Linked DNA regions of Sus scrofa: region 1 is linked to region 2. Evidence: chromatin contacts called from public HiChIP or PLAC-seq data. All regions are on one chromosome and are shown on one strand. Each heading gives the region's core, a stretch centred on a gene start, on an enhancer-like site or on the middle of the called end of the contact. The rest is flanking DNA. Distances are from core to core; before and after follow the strand shown. Region 1 holds the start of RHBDD1 (rhomboid-related protein 4). Region 2 holds the start of IRS1 (insulin receptor substrate 1).

What was found. HiChIP or PLAC-seq counts read pairs in DNA pulled down with a chosen protein or histone mark.
Region 1: an H3K27ac HiChIP or PLAC-seq map of skeletal muscle shows a contact between it and region 2. The contact joins the promoter of RHBDD1 here to the promoter of IRS1 in region 2. A contact is called at or near these places in 2 of 47 Hi-C or Micro-C datasets (fibroblasts and skeletal muscle) and 2 of 2 datasets of contacts at active chromatin or transcription factors (alveolar macrophages and skeletal muscle).

The regions. Positions count from the first base shown.
Region 1 is chr15:128,343,343-128,349,129 of Sscrofa11.1, forward strand. It overlaps RHBDD1 (rhomboid-related protein 4), which reads left to right and starts at 2,973. Exons shown (of 7, transcript XM_021075277.1): 1 at 2,973-3,062.
Region 2 is chr15:128,303,087-128,308,603 of Sscrofa11.1, forward strand. IRS1 (insulin receptor substrate 1) reads right to left here and starts at 4,198. Exons shown (of 2, transcript NM_001244489.1): 1 at 452-4,198. The coding sequence starts at 4,198. The coding sequence ends at 473.

The sequences.
Region 1 (5,787 bases), core at 1,723-4,222, 39 kb after region 2:
CACACCACATCTCACGGCAATGTTGGATCCTTAACCCACTGAGCGAGGCCAGGGATTGGACCCCCAACCTCATGGTTCCTAGTTGGATTTGTTTCTGCTGCACCATGACAGGAACTCCAAGTTGTTTTTGTATTAATTTGCAAGCTTTTCCATAACAATAAAGCTATAAATTCTTTGATGAGTTTCATACATCTTTCCCTACAGTGTTGGGTATAAAAAATACTAGATCCATTAAAAGCAACTAGTTACCAAACTCCTCTTAAAAAAAAAAAAAAATCCACTTGTGTTACTTGCTTATGGTGTTGTTGCCAGATGTTTTCTCGCCTTCAGCAGAGGTTTTGAAAGCTGAGAATGATACTCATCTTCCACCCTGCCAGTACCAATTCTAGATTTGTGAACTGTACAAAGGTTGTGACCACAACTGCTCTGTACTCAAGAACATTTTAGGAACACGCATTGAAGTGGGATGGCTTAATTCCAGGTATTGTGGTTCTCCCTCAAAACTTTGATAAAAATAGAAAATTGTCTGGGCTATGACACAGGTCTTAAATATTACACATATGGTGCATGACACTGCCGTTTCTCACAATTAAGATACACGAATACTATTAAACTTTCAGGAATCATTATCTTACAAGGTAATCTAATAACTACATGACTTTTATGTAAAAGGACTTCTTCAGGCACTAAGTCTTTGGTTTTCAAAGACTTGCCTCAGTGAAAGGATCCTGCTGACTACCACACACATTCTTTAAGGTATACAATTATTATCCAAGTAACCTGTTTTTTCAATTTAATGGAGATTGACTATGATACATGCTAATTTCGAGAGGCTTAAAAAAACTCCTTTCTGCTCAGTGAAATATATGGGACAAAAAGTTCATTTTTAAAAAGCCAGACATTTCTCTTAAATGACTATAAAATTTTCATTAATATTTGAAATTGAATATAATTAAGTATATTCTCAACCCCTATATATAGTGATGCTTTTATAAGAATACTGTACTGAGCCTTGATTTGTGGCTCCCTTAAAATCACCTCTGTATTTGATATATTTAGATCAGGACAAGAAAAATGATTCAATTACAGAAAGGCGTGAATGGTATTAGAGAATGGAAGATAAGAATTAGATTTGGAGTTCCCGTTGTGGCGCAGTGGTGAACAAATCTGACTGGGAACCATGAGGTGGTGGGTTCAGTCCCTGGCCTTGCTCAGTGGGTTAAGGATACAGCGTTGCCATGAACGGTGGTGTAGGTCACAGACGTGGCTCAGATCCCATGTTGCTGTGGCTCTGGCCTAGGCTGGTGGCTACAGCTCCGATTCAACCCCTAGCCTGGGACCCTCCATATGTGGAGGGAGCAGACCTAGAAAAGCAGACAAAAAAAAAAAAAAAAAAAAAAAAAAAAGAATTAGCATTAAATTGATGCATATGGTCATGGCTCAGGATAAAGGGGAATCTCTTCTTTTTGAGAAATCATTTTTTTTCTAGGGAAATATACAAAATATTTTATTGGTAATTCACCTTTACTTTTCAGCGGATTTTCTATTTCCAGAAATGCAGGTTCTCACCGTCAGGCAAACTTTCTGATGAGCATATTAGTTTTAGAAGAAAGGGATAACTTGTAAGGCTCATGGAACATACTTGCAAATTATTATGATTCTTCTTTATCACTTGAAAGTCTTATAAACCCTGCACGTGTACCAAATCTTCATTTAAATTTCAAACACCAAAATAAACAATTCCATGAAGAATTCTTGCAATACAAATGATCATCAAAGCTCTTCTGATTTAGGCACTTTTTAAGTAGACTATCTAAACACAGCTGCCACAACTTTCAATAAATACAGAGCTGCATAAAACCACCTGCATTTTATCTATTCCTTGCAAAAGGCCTATCTTCCCCCCTAGTTATTAGAAAATTTTGTATCAAATAAGATATTTTCTGGAGTTCCACTGGTGGCTCAGTGGTAACTAACTGGACTAGTCTCCATGAGCATGCGGGTTTGACTTCTGACCTTGCTCAGTGGTTAGGATCCAGTGCTGCATGAGCTGAGGTGTAGGTCTCAGATGCCACTGGGATCTGACATTGCTGTGGCTGTGGTGTAGGCCAGCAGCTGTAGCGCCCATTAGACCCCTAGCCTGGGAACTTTCAAATGTCACAGGTGCGGCCCTTAAAAAAAAAAAAAAAAAAAAAATACTTTTCATATTGCATGAAAACAGCATTTAACTTAACCAAACTCCTACAATGGAACATAAAGCTTGTTCCAGACCAGAAGCAGAACCATAAAGTTCTGCATCAAATGATACATTAATAGAGATAATTTACCCCTAAAACCTTTAAATGGACAAAGAAATGCAGCCTCAGACAGAAGCTTTGGGGAGTTTAAAGTACACCCTCGATCTTCTTTTGCTGGCCTACTTTGTAACCTGAAATAGGAGATGGGCAGCTGTACCGCTGTCTGATAAATTATGATTTCTGCCTCTTCGGCCAACCCCTTCACAAGTAGTATGTGACTCCTCCAGGCAGCAGGTCTTGGCCTTGCGGCAGAGCTGGCGCCCAAAAGGGCAGTTTCTCAGCCACGATGCGCCTCACTCGCTGCTTCTCAACCCCGCGTCTGCCCTTCGAATGCAAGGCTTTTGCTTGCTTTACGCGTGGTAGGCGGCCAGTTACTTATGGCAGGAAGGAATATTATTGTCCGCGTGCCACTTGGCCCTTGGAGGAACCGGCGAAGGTACCTGCCCTTCGCACCGCGCTCAGCGCAGTTCTTTCCCTGATGTATCCAAAGAGCTTCCTGGAGACCACCGCCGTCGCACGCGGTCCGAAGGTCCTGCCAACAGAGACAGGAGCGCGGGCGCGCGCGCAACTGAGCATGCGCCTCCTCCCGCGCGGCAGGACCGTCCTCCCCCGCCCCGCACCGGCGGCGCGGGCTGCGCCTCTGTCAATCACGTTCTCTCCCCGCCCCTCAGGCCGCGGGGCCCTGGAGCGCCCCGGAGCCGGCGGCCCTGCGTGATGACGCACGCGGTCGCGAAGACGTGGGGACGCAGGCGGGCCGTAGAGAGCGTGAGTTTCCGCATCTGTTTGGCACTTTTGCTGTCGGTTATTCAGCGCGGTCTCTCTGGTCCTTTCGTGGGACCGCGGGCGGCTGCGAGGGGCTGGGGGCGGCGGGCAGCGCCTCCCGAGGCCGAGGCAGGACCGGGGGCGGAGTTGGAGGCGCAGCCTCCGCATCCTGGGAGCTCTTGTTCCGACGGAGAACCGAGAGGGGCTTTCCCGGAGCGACTCTACTGGGGGCCCGGTCTTGTTGACCTGGTCTCTGCTCGAGGCCGATCGCCCCGGGAACGACGAGCGGAGGGGCTGGGAGGACAGGGCTCGCTCTGTGGGGGGATGAGGTGGGAATTAAAGGTTTCCTTTCGAAAGCGGGAAGTTTGAAGCGATGTTGCATCAGCAACAGCTTGCAGTTTCAGTTTCTCTAAAGCGTAACGCGATTTCTCTGAACAAGTGTGTTGCAAACACTCCTAAGTAGTGGTGTTTCTCTTAATAGGGCATCGGAAATACACGAAGTGTATTTAACCCTTTTCTGTCCAGGCCTTAAAACTTCTCCAGAATCCGGTCTTTTGCTTGTTTTTGCAAACCGAGCATAAATTATTTTGAAGACTCGGGATTACCATTAAAATTATTGCGTAGTCGTGGTTTAGTCATCATGGTGGGTGGGTCCCTCTGTAGTGAGGGCTGGGCTTTGCTGCTGTTTTTTTTTTTTCTCTTTGGAATTGCTTTTTTTTTTTTTTTAAATCTGTTTAATATTTCACATTTATATGCCTTTTTTTTCCTTTTTTTTCTGGTTCTAATAACCTTTAAATCTAACAACTAATTTGTTACTAGTGTGGCAGGACTTTGGAAAGCAAGTTATCTTAGAAGAATGCGGTGCATTGGAGTCTAAATTGTCCCAAGACTACCAGCATTAACATCACCTGGGAACTTGTTGGAAATGCAAATTTTGGAGTCTTACCCCAGACTAAATGAATGAGAAATCCATTTTAACAGGACTTCCAGTTGATCCCAATGCACCTGGGTGCTAAAGTTTGGGAATTACCGGCTGTCGTGATAAAGAATAACCATTGTGGAGTCGCAGAAGGGAATTTGAATCCAGGTGAAGCTTTTCCTAGGTGTAGGGCCTGAGACAAGTTAAAGTTTACTTCATAGGGTTGAAAGTATTCAATGTGAGTATGCAGGAAAAATGTTTAACACACCTAGAAAACACTCAAAAATGAGATATGATCAAGTAACTTGTTAGAACTGTCTAAAATGAGTACATAGAGGATGCTGGAAGGATTCTTCCTTGGGTTAGATAGGAGCTGTAGGAATATCGCTCTCCCCTCTGGGCAATTTATTTGCTTATGGATTCTTACATTGTATACAGTTGAGGTTGTTGGATGTAGGATATTTAGTGAAAAGTTATAGTAGTATGTACTGATTAGCCCAATGGTGTAGCCTGTTAAAGAACTACATTAGTAATTGTGTTAAAGAGTAGTTTTTAATTCTTTGGCCTTTTGGTATCGAGCTGAGTTATGTATCTTACTTTGGCCCAGAATTTGGTAAAAAAGGTAGACTGGGTAACTGACTAGAGATCAGCCTTAGTCTTAAGAGTTGAGAAGAATTAGGGAGCAGAGACTTGGAGCAAGAGGCCAGACTGACGATGTTTCCTTATCTTTCCTTCCCACATGTCATACAGCTCCACGATCGCAAAGAAGGCCTCGCTCGTCAGGTCCTCTTACCCTGTTTTCTAGAAGCGTCACAGGAGTTCAGTTAGATACGCCCCCCCCATATGCTGTTTTTACAGAACGTCAGTTGCAGTGTTTACTTATAATTTTTTCCTTCCTTTTTGGGGTGGGGGTGCGGGATAAAGAGAAGTCAGGATTTGAAGCAGTTTCCCTAAAGCCTAGACTCATTGTGATGTTGAGAAGAAGAGTTAGTGCCACACTGTGGCTGAAACAACACTTTGATCAGCGTTCCCTGCTCCCAGGGCCAAGCAGTGGCTTCTGGGTATTGTGAGTGAGAGGGTTTTCAGATGAACATAAGTCAGTTTGGATATCAGCTTCTAGAAATAATTTTTATTAATGCTACTGTGAACTTAACACTGTCCCATCATAAAGCATTTGTTTTTCAAAGGCCCTATTTTTCTTGTTCCTGTGTCAGAGAGGCAGATCTATGGCAGTGGTTTTGGGTGGGGAAGACTCTACCTTTTGAATCCTGCCTCTGCTACAAACTGATCATGTCCAGAGGACAAGGTAACATCCCCCAACCCTAATTTCCTCTTCTGTGAGGTAGCAGGCGTGGTGTGTGACTGCCTCAGGACGTTGAATAAAATGAAGTCCACTACGGAACATGTCTGTTAGGCAGAGAGGGTCAATACCTCATGCATATTAGGGAAGAAAAGGTAGTTATCACTTCAGCCTCACTTGATCTCGTTCTTTTCTTCATGTTTTTATAAATGACTTAATTTTGTTATCGCCTAACTGCGCTACTTTTCTTTTTAAGCAAAATGCTGAAGTGAAGAGTTCAAGCTTTCACATTGTTGTAAATGAGAGCGCAAACACGTGCAGAAAACTTAAACTCTAAACTTGGTAGAAAAACAACATCTTCAGTTCCATTATCATAACAGAGCAACTTCTATAATAAAATGTTTTAAGTATTTCCTAGAAGGTCAAGTTCAGGGGATGATTAATATTTAAGTGTTTTCAGATAGTTGATGGGATAGTCAGCTGTAGAAGGGAGCCGCTATGTTACAGGG
Region 2 (5,517 bases), core at 2,948-5,447:
TAAGATCGCCCTTAAGAGCTCCGAGAATCTACCTTTAAATGAAGGACCTAGCCCCTGGGTAGCAAATATTTTTGTAGAGTTGTCCCTTCCCGACACTGACCCAAATATACAGCCAAAAGAAAACTTCAATAAAGACAGCAAGGTTCTTATATATGAACTTTGCAAACCTCAGAACTGGTGTTAGAGCATATGTCTTGGCAATACCACGGGAAGTCCTTCACTTGGGAACCTCAAATGAAAAAGCCTTCCTGTGTGGCTGCTCCTACAGATGCACCGATTTCTCTGACCAGCAGCTGGGTGTCATCTCGGGTGCCCTGACCTCCCCTCTCCTGCGAGGGCACTCCCTAAGGAAGCAGTGGGGAAGAGGGGGAAGGGGCGGAGGTAGAAGAGCAGAATTCGAGCACCAGGTTAAAAGCGGTTTTGTCTTCTGATTGGTCACCATGAAACGCACCTGCTGTGATGTCCAGTTGAGCTACTGGAGGTCCTCTGGCTGCTTCTGGAAACTGATGCTGGCATAGGCGCTTAAATCCTCGCTGGAGCGGCTGGTGGAGCTGCTCTCACTGTTGCCCAGAGGCTGATGAGGAGGAGGGGGTGGAGGAGGCTGCGGTTGAGGGGGGCGCTCTTGAGGGCGCTGTTTGAAGTCCTTGACCAAATCCAGGTCTATGTAGTTAAGACCATTCTCCAAACCCCCAGCTGCTCCGCACATCTGGGCCAGCTCCTTGGGGGCTCCCCCAAGCTCCCCAGGCCTCAGCCACACGTTCTCGAAGGAGGCAGAGCTGTGGCGTTTCACATCCTCAGTGCTGCTGCTGCCACCACCGCCGCCCCCAACTGCAGCTCCCCCTCCGAAGGGTACCGTGTTGCCCGCCCGGGTGGCACTGGGTGTCGAGGAGAAGGTCTCGGAGCTGTGCCGCCTCCTGCACCCTTGAGGGTCGGCACGGATCACTTTGGCACTCTGGTTGCGGTTGGGACTGAGATTCACCCGTGTGAAGGCGCTCAGGCCCCCGGGTCCCTGCGGGCCCCCCAGCAGGGAAGAGCGGGCCGCCAGCTCCCCTGCTCCTTGGGGCGCGGCGGAGGAAGCAGAGGTGGCCGAGGACGCCGAGGGAGCGGCCGCTGTGGCCCCGGGAAGGCTGGCCTCCTCCACGACGATGCCGGTCCGCATATCGGCATAGCTGATGGGGGCCACTGGCGAGGTGTCCACGTAGCTCTGACGGGGACAACCCATCTGCATGGTCATGTAGTCACCCCGGCTGCTGGGCACCGCCCGGGTCGGCCTGCACACGCTAGCAGCTCCCGGGGGGGCGGGGCCCACCCTGCCGGGCTGGACCCCAGCGCTCTCCTGCCAGATCGCCCTCCGGCCTGGCCCCAGGTCCATGTTCATGTACTCTTCGGCGCCAGTCTCCTCTTCTCTGGGAGCTGGCTGGAGCTGCGATGAACATCTCACCGAAGGCGCGCTGTGGGACGCCACCGGGCCTGATAAGTAGCCCGGCTGATCGCCCCCAAATTCAATATTCACATATTCCCCTGGACTTTTGGGTTCCGGAGGGTGCAGCAGGGCCGGCTGTGGCGGCTGCTCTCGGGCCCGAGGTAAGGTGCTGGCCTTGGGATCCCCCAGGGACAGCCTCGTGGGCCGAGCCAGGCGGTTGTTGGTCTGGGCTGCTGTGTCCACCTTTCGAGGCAGATGGGGCTGCAGGACCTGATGATGGAGATGCGGGAGGCCGGGCTCGGGCCTAGCCCCACAGTATCCCCCGCCCAGGCTGTCGCTGCTGGTGGATGACGACGAATCTTCTGCTGCCGCAGCATAGAGAAGCCGACCGGAGCTGGAGGAAAGGCGGAGGTGCTGGTGCCTGGCGCTCTCCTCCAGCTCCCCGGGGCGCTGCGTGTGCTTGAAGGACCTTGGCAATGAGTAGTAGGAGAGGACTGGCTTGTGCTGGGGATCCTCGGGGCCATAGTAGCAGTCGGAAGGGCTGCTGGTGTTGGAGTCCCCCACTGGCGACATGTTCATGTAGTCACCTGTACAAGACAAGAGCTTGCCACTACTGCTCTCCACGGGGAGTTTGGGGTGTGGCAGGGCGTGAGAGTGGTGGCCCCCTACCCCATTTGTCCATAACTTGCCATAGCTGCTCCCAGAAGGGGCGGCACCGCTGCTGCTGCCCCCGCTGCTGGGACCACCTCCAATGTCAGGAGAGCAGCTGCCGCTGGGGGACATCATCATGTAGCCATTGGGGTCCACTCTCTGGGGGTGGCGTCTGATGGGGTTGATGATCTGCTGCGGGGCAGACACGCTCTTGGGGCTCATGGGCATGTAGTCCCCACTGCCCTTTCGGGTGCCGGGCACTGGGGCTACTCCTGGGGACATGGGCATGTAGCCATCATCGGTGTGGAGGCTGGAGGTGTCTTGGCGGTGGTGACCCCCACGCCGCTCCAAGGGGTGCATTTCCAGACCCTCCTCAGGGTAGGAGTGGGTGGGCACGAAGGCGGAGTGCCGGTAGTTGGGCATCCGGCCTCCACTGCCACCTCCTGGTGGGTAGGCCGGCATCATCTCTGTATATTCCTCAATGGAAGCCACAGAGGACTGGGATGGGGTCTTCTGGTGGGAAATAGTAGGGGATGTGCCAGCAGAGTGAGTCCGCTTTCGGAACCGATTATCCAGATCAGATGCAGGGCCTGCTTCCTCCCCGGTCAGGGCTGGGCTCGTGCCCAAGCCAGCTCCTGGGAGGCAGCGGTGGCCATTGCCACCCCGAGGCAAAATGTAGTGGCCATTGGGGGCAGCGAGGGTGGAGGCCCCCTTGCCCCCCATGCAGATGTAGTTGCTCAGCTCCTCCTCACCGCGGGCGGGCGGGGTGTGGCCCAGGGAATCCGGCGTGACACTGCGGAAGGAACTTCGGAAATCACAGGGGCTAGAGCCATACTCATCGGAAGAGATGAAACCGCCGTCACTGGGGGACCCGGACACAGAAGCACTAGACCGCCGCGGGAAGAGACAGTCCGAGGTGGAGCCATGGCCGCTGGTGCTGCTGGACGACAGGCTGACCGGGCTGGTGGCGGAGGGTGAGCAGCGAGAGGAAGGCATGGGAATAGAGCGGCTGTGGTTAAGAGGCGGGTGCAGCCGGGAGCTGCCTCGATGCCGGTGGGCGTGAGTCCTGTTGGTGCTAGGGCTCACAGGACTGCCGTCCACAGAGGCGGGGCGAGACATGGTGCCTTCCCCATCACTGGACGCACGGACGCGGAAGGAGCCCTGCTTCCCGCCCACCAAGCTGGCCGGGGAGGTGGCAGTGATGCTCTCTGTGCGTGAGCGGCGGGTCAGCCCCACCTGGCTGGGCGGAGGGTTGTTGAGGTGGTGCCTGCGCAGAGGTACACTGATGGGGTTGGAGCAGTTAGAGGAGGACTGGCTCTTGCTTCGAGGGCGGAACTCATCGCTCATGGCCCGCATGGCCTCCAGGATTGTCTCATGCATATTCTGGGCCACCACAGAATCATCCACCTGCATCCAAAACTCCCCGGGTCCCGTCACTGCAGAACGGCCCACTTCGATGAAGAAGAAGTTCTCTGAGTGGCCACAGCGCCTGATGTTCATCAGCTGCAGCACCACAGCCGCCGCCTCCGAGTTCAGCTTCACGAAACTGATGGTCTTGCTGGTCAGGCAGAGGCGGTAGATGCCAATCAGGTTCTTTGTCTGACCCAGGCCTTTGGGTTTCAGGATCACCTGCCAAACCTCCTTGAAGGCGGGTCCTGGGGGCACGTCTCCGTAGCTCAAGTCCTCCCCAGCCTCGCCGAGGCCAGAGCTGCCACTGCAGCTGCCCCCACCGCCTCCCGCCCCGGGGCCTGCGGCCCCGTCGTGGTGGCCCTTGGCACGGTTGTGCAGCTGCAGGAGGGCCTGGTACCAGCTGTCCTGTTCGGCCTCGCTGTCCGCCGCGATGGCAAAGTGCTCGTCCCGGGTGTAGAGGGCCACCAGGTGCTTGTTCTTGGAATCCGCCCGCTTGTTGATGTTGAAGCAGCTCTCCAGGGGGATCGAGCGTTTGGGGGCGCTCGACTTGTGCCGCCACTTCTTCTCGTTCTCGTAGTACTCGAGGCGCGCGGGGCCCCCAGCCTCGCTGGCCGCCCGCAGCACGAAAAAGCGCTTGTGCATGCTCTTGGGTTTGCGCAGGTAGCCCACCTTGCGCACGTCCGAGAAGCCATCCGTCTCGGGAGGGCTCGCCATGCTGCCGCCGCCACCGCCGCCGAGGAGAGGGAGGCGCCGAAAAACAACCGGGTGGGGGGCGGAGGCTCCTCGCCGCGGCCCCGCACATGCAAACAGGGCTGGAGGCGGCAGAAACCCCGACTCCGAAATCCACGCCGCCCTCCGCGCCGGGGAGGGGCAGCCGAGGGAGGACGCAGCAGCTGCGCCAAGGAGATAGCCCCGACCGGAGTTTACTGGCGTTTCATGCCCTGGGGGGAGGCAGCGCGTCCGGCGTGAGTGCAGCCCGGATCCTCGGGGAGCCAAATCTCTTCTCAGCCGCCGCGGCTGGGAAGGAGAGAAGATGCATCGCTCGCCGCCAGGGCTGGAGTCCGGCGCGCAGGCGGCGGCGGCCGGGGGTCCCCGCGTTGCCCCTCCAGGCACGCGCGCCTTCCCTCCTGAGTTCCCCTCTGGAAGTAGCGATTCCCGAGGCAAATTAAATATCCTTGGGCAGGGGGAGGCGAGCTGCCAAGTCCCAACGTTGCACGGGGTTCTCCCTCCTCCTTCTCCTTCGCCTCCTCCTCCGCCTCCTCCCACCCCCCAACCGTCCCCGCCGCCACCAGCCGCCCAAATACCAGCTCAGTCGCAGAGACCGCGGCGCTGCGGCTGTTGCTGCTGCTGCTGCCGCCGCCCGCGGACGCGTCCTCTGCAGCCCCCATTCGGGCCCATCTCCACAGGCGAAGAAAGTGGCTTTTCCACGCAAAACGCTACTGGGGAGCTGGGGACGCGCCGGAGGGACAGGCTCATCCCTGCCCCTCGCTCCAGTCGGCAGGGGAGGAGGGGAGGGGACGAGGGCGGGAGGCAAGGGGGGAGGTTGGGGAAGGAGTCGGGGAAGACGCCTCTTCCCCGGGAGGCGCTGCTGCAGCAGTTACTTCTCCCCGCCTCCCTCCTCCTCGGAGAGTTGCCGAGAGCCCCAACCAAAACAAGCAGCGGCGTCTGGCTCTGCGCGTCGGCCCCCTCCGACCGCGCCGCCGTCTCACTCAGGAGAGAAACACGTGATGGAGCCTCCGCGCTCCGCAGCCCGGCTGCCGCCGCCGCCGCCGGGAGGCTCCCGCCTGGGTCTCTACATTCCCGGTTGAGCCCGCCCCGCGCCCGCCCCTCTCCGCCCCCCGGTCGTGCCGCAGAGGCGCCCGCGCCGGCTTCAGCGCTGCGCTCGGGCAGCGCCCCTGCGCGGCCGCCCGCCCTGGCGCAGAGCCTTCCTCCCCGAGCGCCACCCAGGGTGCCCCCGGCCCGCAGGAATCCCCGCCGCGGGCGCGGGCGGGGGTGTTTGGGTGGCTACCCGAAAGCACGAGGGGAATCTGGGA